2 separate regions of the Zea mays genome follow, and region 2 is linked to region 1. The links are chromatin contacts, called in public Hi-C maps. All regions are on one chromosome and are shown on one strand. The core of a region is the stretch at or near the end of the contact, and the rest is flanking DNA. Distances in the headings are between cores, read along the strand shown.

What was found. A called contact is a pair of places that touch in the nucleus more often than the background predicts.
Region 2: a Hi-C map of leaf shows a contact between it and region 1, with 8 times the contacts expected there. The contact joins the promoter of LOC100281320 here to the promoter of LOC100304271 in region 1. A contact is called at or near these places in 1 of 25 Hi-C or Micro-C datasets (leaf) and 1 of 3 datasets of contacts at active chromatin or transcription factors (leaf).

What each region holds. Positions count from the first base shown.
Region 1 is chr5:225,819,482-225,822,202 of Zm-B73-REFERENCE-NAM-5.0, forward strand. LOC100304271 (Protein ELC-like) reads right to left here and starts at 1,467. Exons shown (of 1, transcript NM_001165714.1): 1 at 1-1,467. The coding sequence starts at 1,423. The coding sequence ends at 206.
Region 2 is chr5:225,956,050-225,958,749 of Zm-B73-REFERENCE-NAM-5.0, forward strand. It overlaps LOC100281320, which reads left to right and starts at 1,271. Exons shown (of 3, transcript NM_001154238.2): 1 at 1,271-1,728; 2 at 1,789-1,866; 3 at 1,946-2,424. The coding sequence starts at 1,381. The coding sequence ends at 2,035.

The sequences.
Region 1 (2,721 bases), core at 217-2,716:
TACATTCAAACTCAAGCTATTATAGAGACAAGTCCTTTCATATCCATCCAGTCTTACTAAGTAAATGTGACAGGCAGCATTGAATCATCTTCCCCTTCCCTGGTATAAGCAGTAAACAAGCATGGGGTAGAAACTTTACACAGACAGGTAAGACAGACAAAATCGGAGGAAATAGCAAACCAAGCAAGCATACTGACCATGATCCCTATGATGCGTACTGCGGTGGCGCCCGTGCTGCCATGCTAGCAACCTTAGCCTGCTGCTGCGCGCTATGCACCTTGGCAGATAGGGCGCGGTGGAAAAACTGCTCACGGGACAGTGCACGCACGCTCCTGAGGTAGCCGTCAAAGGGCACGGATCCTTCCTGGATTGCCTTGTCGAGCGCGTAGATGGTGTCCTCGAGCGCCAAATCTGCCGCTGTGCACTGGATCATCTGCCTGGACAGCACATCCGCCGGCTCGATGGCTTCGTCGTCCTCGGTGGCTTGGTTGCTGCCTCTCCTGTTGTTCTGCCTGACCCAGTCCTCCACAACATCGGTGGCCATCATGACGTCCTGCAGGCGCCGCTCGAGCGCTTCCATCTCCTCCCCCATGTTGCGCACACCTTGAGCGACGATGCCTCCCCTGTGCCGCAGCTCGGCCTGGACGGCGAAGAGGGCGTCGACCTCAGCCTCCCGTGCGGTGCGCAGTGCGGCGGCGTCGGCGTAGGCCATGTCGACGAGCTTGGCGACGGCGTTGCGCTTGAAGACCTCGGCGGGGTCCTCCGTGGGGGGCGGGCGGGGGGCGAGCTGGGGCGACGCCGGGAAGCCGGCGGCACCCCCAAGCCTGCTGTAGGAGGGGGAAGGGGAGGCGGCGAGCCGTGGTGGGGGCTGGGTCGGCGAGGGATTCGGTGGCGGAGCCTGTGCGGCGGCAGGAGGGTTCCTGGTGAAGAGGGGCGGGTCGAGGCCGAATAGGTGCGAGAGGGATCGGACGAGGTCGACGAGGTTGGAGGAGGGGAAGACCCAGGAGCGGAGGTAGGGCGCGTTGGCGACGAGGCCGGAGCTGTCGACGAGGCGGTGGTGGGGCTTGATGACCATGTCTCGGGTCGGGGAGAGGAAGACGAGCGGCGGGGAGCGCGGGTAGGGCTCGGGCAGCCAGATGACGGCGGGGAGGTTGTAGGAGGCACCGGCGTGGTGGATGGGGATGGTGCCGTCGGCCTGGAGGAGGTGAGCGGCGCGGCCGTCGTTGTGGGTGAAGAGGGCGGCCTTGGGATGGAGGGAGGGGAAGGCCTCGGCCAGCGCTACCAGGTGGTTGCGGATGAGCCACTTGACGTCCTCGGCGTACGGCAGCGCGGACGGGCCCCGCTGGGAGAGCGCCGTGTTGAGGAACTGCTGCGCGTACTGCGCGCCGCCGGCCGACGAAGAAGGCGGCGGCGAACGAGCCATCGGATCCGAGATAGGGTTTCGATTCCGATTTGCGTGTGTAGTTGAACAAACTAAAACTGTATGCGTGTGTCGTGTGATTCTGGCTGGCCTGCCTGCCTGCCTTGCTGGGGTGCGGTGCGGGAGGGGAGGGCGGGTTTTTTTTCCTTCTCCTTCCTTTCTGCCCATGCGCTGGCCTTGGGTGGGATGGTGTTGTTTTCCTTTATTTTTAAACAAACACATTTGCGCCCGAGTAATTGTAGTATTATCTTTTTATTAGGTGCGTACCCGTGTGTTGCAACGGAGACATATAATAACATAATAACTTAAATATAAAATATGTCTTATATTGTTATAAGAAAATGTTTCATAATCCATTTGTAATCTTAGCCATACATAAATTTTGTTATTTTAATTTAGCTGTTTCACTACTACATTACAACCATCAGTATCATGCAGACTTCGATATATGCCATGATTTGTATGGTCTCATCATTGAAGAGCACGTGCCACACCTGCCAGTAGAAGTTCCCTCGTACATTATCAGTCATCAGGTAGGCACCACCATACACGCTTGCTTAAACCAAAAAACAAGTGTATGTGTTTGCGAAGAGAATTAAAGGCAGGCCGGCACAAAAGCTACCCGACGATGACGAGTGGTCATTGTTGTCGGTCCTCCTCTGCGTCACCTCTGGCGCCAAGATGACGCCATAGTCCTTGATATAGTAGTCGTCGAACGCGCACGACATGGTGAGTACCGATGACTCTTTGTTGTGTTGCCAAACGAAGTGCACCCCGGGCTCATCAGCGAGGTAATACACCTAGCCGTTGCACCACCGGATGTGCTACTCCTCTACATACATCTTGTTTGAGGACACTCACACAATGTCAGCAACGGTCGTCGTCCCAGCGCACAAGAATTCATGGCCGGTCAGTAGTGACTTACGTGGCAGGTTGAGCTTCAGGTGATGATGAGCTGGACGGTGTGACGGCACTGTTGTCTGATGCGGTGCCTAGAACAACCCAAGATTCGCCGGCATTGGTGACGACCATGAGGTCCCCCTGTTTGAGATGGACAACGCGATGCAGCCGCTCTGGACTGCGTCCAAGCGGCGGCTGCGGCGGAGCTTGCCGAACACAGCGACGCATGTGGCCACGTAGTACTGCTTCCAGAGGTTGAACTAGCAGTCGCCAAGCTTCTTCTCGTCGTCGATGAGCGATGCCAACGCGAGCGCCTCCTGCCAGTGGTGTTTGTTCGAGGTTTCCAAGTAAGAAACATGGATTCATCTTTAGCATTGGTTTATGAAAATGACTCATAAGTC
Region 2 (2,700 bases), core at 21-2,520, 140 kb after region 1:
GATTGAACCGAAGTTGACAAAGACAGAGAACAGTCACGTAGATGTGCTTCCCAAAAACTTGATTGCTTGGCTACCGGTGCATTTACACAAGCAAACAAAGGTTTAGAGGTTGCTCGCCTATGGCTTAGGCCCAAGAACACGGTGGAGTGAGGAGAAAAACGAAGTGTTGATTTATATTGGAAGGAGGTGCCTTTAAGATAGGCTATGAACTATAGATGGCAATGTACAAAATGCCTGCGGATACCAATGTCGCATACCGGCGCTTGCAAGCAAAATTTTGTGTTCGCACCTGTTACCCGTCATGGGTGCTATATTGTGCCGACAAATGACTATGGACATGTTTGGTTCAGCTTTTTTCTAACAAGCTTTTCTGAAAATCTTGCTGTGGGGAGAATCTGGCTGTGGGGAGAATCTGAGTATCATTACAATTATGTGTGGAGGAAGATAAAGTTGTTCATAGGGCTCAGGATCTAGAAAGTGACATATTCCTACTATTACAGTGACTCAACCGATTATGTGTTTATGTTGATTTTGGATGTTTTTGCCCCCAACGAATTTTATGGAAGCTGGCTGAAAAGCTGAGCATTTGACAGTACGCAGCAGTTTTTGGTGGTCAGAAGCTGCCAGAAGCCGAAACAAATAGGGCCTATATGTCTCCTAAGAACCAGGTAGAGGAGGCTACTGAAGCCAAGGAGGCAAGGAGAGGATAAGTTGGGGGCTGAGGGTGTATGGCGGCGGTCGGTGGAGGATGGATGGTGAGGGATGAAGCGGGTATATCGTATTTGTGTACATGAAAAATATTTTTCTTTTTCATTAAATAATACATATCAAATTTGAGAATGCATCATATCTGTGTTCACAGGCAGATTCACGCATCTGTATATATTTTTTTATTGTCCGTGGACATAGGAGTATTTTATTCCCCTTGGCCGTTGCCATCTTTTACCCTGGCAATCTAATCTTTTACTATTTTTAAGGAGAGAATGACATCTGTCGGTGACTCGGCTACCCCACTGGCCAGTGATCGATGAATCGGTGCCACTCGCAAGGATGAAGAAAAAAAATAACTGCTTGCTCTCGACGGGAGGCTGAACCTGGACGAAGCAGGTGTAAAACAAGGCCAAAGTACAAACGAGAGAGGAACAGCGATAGCCGATAGCATAGCGATAGCCGATAGAGAAGAGGAAAACGAGATACGAACAGCGTGAGTCGAATCGCGTGGTGGGGTACCGCAATAATGGGATGGCTCGTGGCTTTGGTTAGCTGAGGTCAGGAGAGAAGAGGAGTCGCATTTCGCGTGGTCGAGTCCGTCCGTGTCTGTCCTCCGCTGTCCGCTGGCTGCGATAGTGCTGCCTGCTGCTCTAACCCAATCCAAGGAGGATGCCGAGGAGCCCGCAGCTGAGCCTGAGCGGCTGCAGCTCTCTCTTCTCCCTGTCCAGCACCAGTACGAGCCGCGACAGCGCCGCCCTGAAGGCGCCGGTGCCAGCGCCACCGGCAGGCGCGGTGCCCCCACGGCGCACCCCTCTCCTGTCGCTCAGCGTCGGCGAGGAGGAAGAGGACGAGGGTGAGGACGAGGAGGAGTACCTGCTGGGGGCCGGCGCCCTGGATCTGCAGCTGACGGGGCCCGGTGGCGGCAGCAACAGCAGCGGCGGCTACGACGACGAGCGGAAGAACATCCGGATGATGAGGAACAGGGAGTCTGCGCTGCGCTCCAGGGCAAGGAAGAGGGTACGAACACGAATCTAAGCAGCTCAACCCATGTCTCTCTCTGACACACAAACACTACAGGCCTATGTGCAGGAGCTGGAGAAGGAGGTTCGTCGCCTGGTGAATGAGAACCTCAAGCTCAAGAGGCAGTGCAAACAAGTAACAAATAGTAGCACACTTTGTCTCTTATAGCTAAAAATGAATGAATACTCATCTGTTTGTATATAACATGTACCAGCTGAAACTAGATATGGCTGCACTGGTCCAGCAAAGCAGCAGCAAGAGCAGCTCCCACATCAGAAGAACCTCCTCATCCACTCAGCTCTAGGCTGCTACCAATAGGAATATGTATGTGAATTTAAAGCCATATATGACCAAGGAAGAATGGGAGGAAGACGAACAAAGCTAGCTAGACTAGACTGCAGCCCCTCTAATCCATGGCCATTCGCTGATTAATACGATAATATCTCTTATTTGTTGGCTTCTTCTAGCTTGCTTCAATTTCCTAGTACAGCAGTTTATGTAGTATTTCCTAGATTGTTAGCGCAAAGCTGCCTTTTTCACCCATGGCATCCACTCTAGTGGTGTCCAGGTAGTGTCGATCCAATTTTAGTATAGAGGTCACTCAAACCTCTCTCCATGACAGAGCTTTTTATTCGTTTCCTGTCTTTTTTTTATTGTTCTAATCATAATAAGATACGCACACATTCACCTGTATGGGCTACGACCATATACGACTAATAGTTTTCTCTAGACAGAGAAAGGCAAAGGCGATATTTGAATCTCTTTAGTATATGCCCCTGACCAAGAAAGGAGAGAAGCAAAAGTACTAGCCCTAATCTGCTAGAATAACCAATCTGCTCAAGGATTTTAGTCTTTTTTATGCACTTGGTTGTAGCGTTGTAATCATCTGCTATAATATTCTAACATCAGTATGCAATAAGCTGGGTTACCAGCACAGACAATTAAAAGTGTTCAAAGTTAACATTAGCT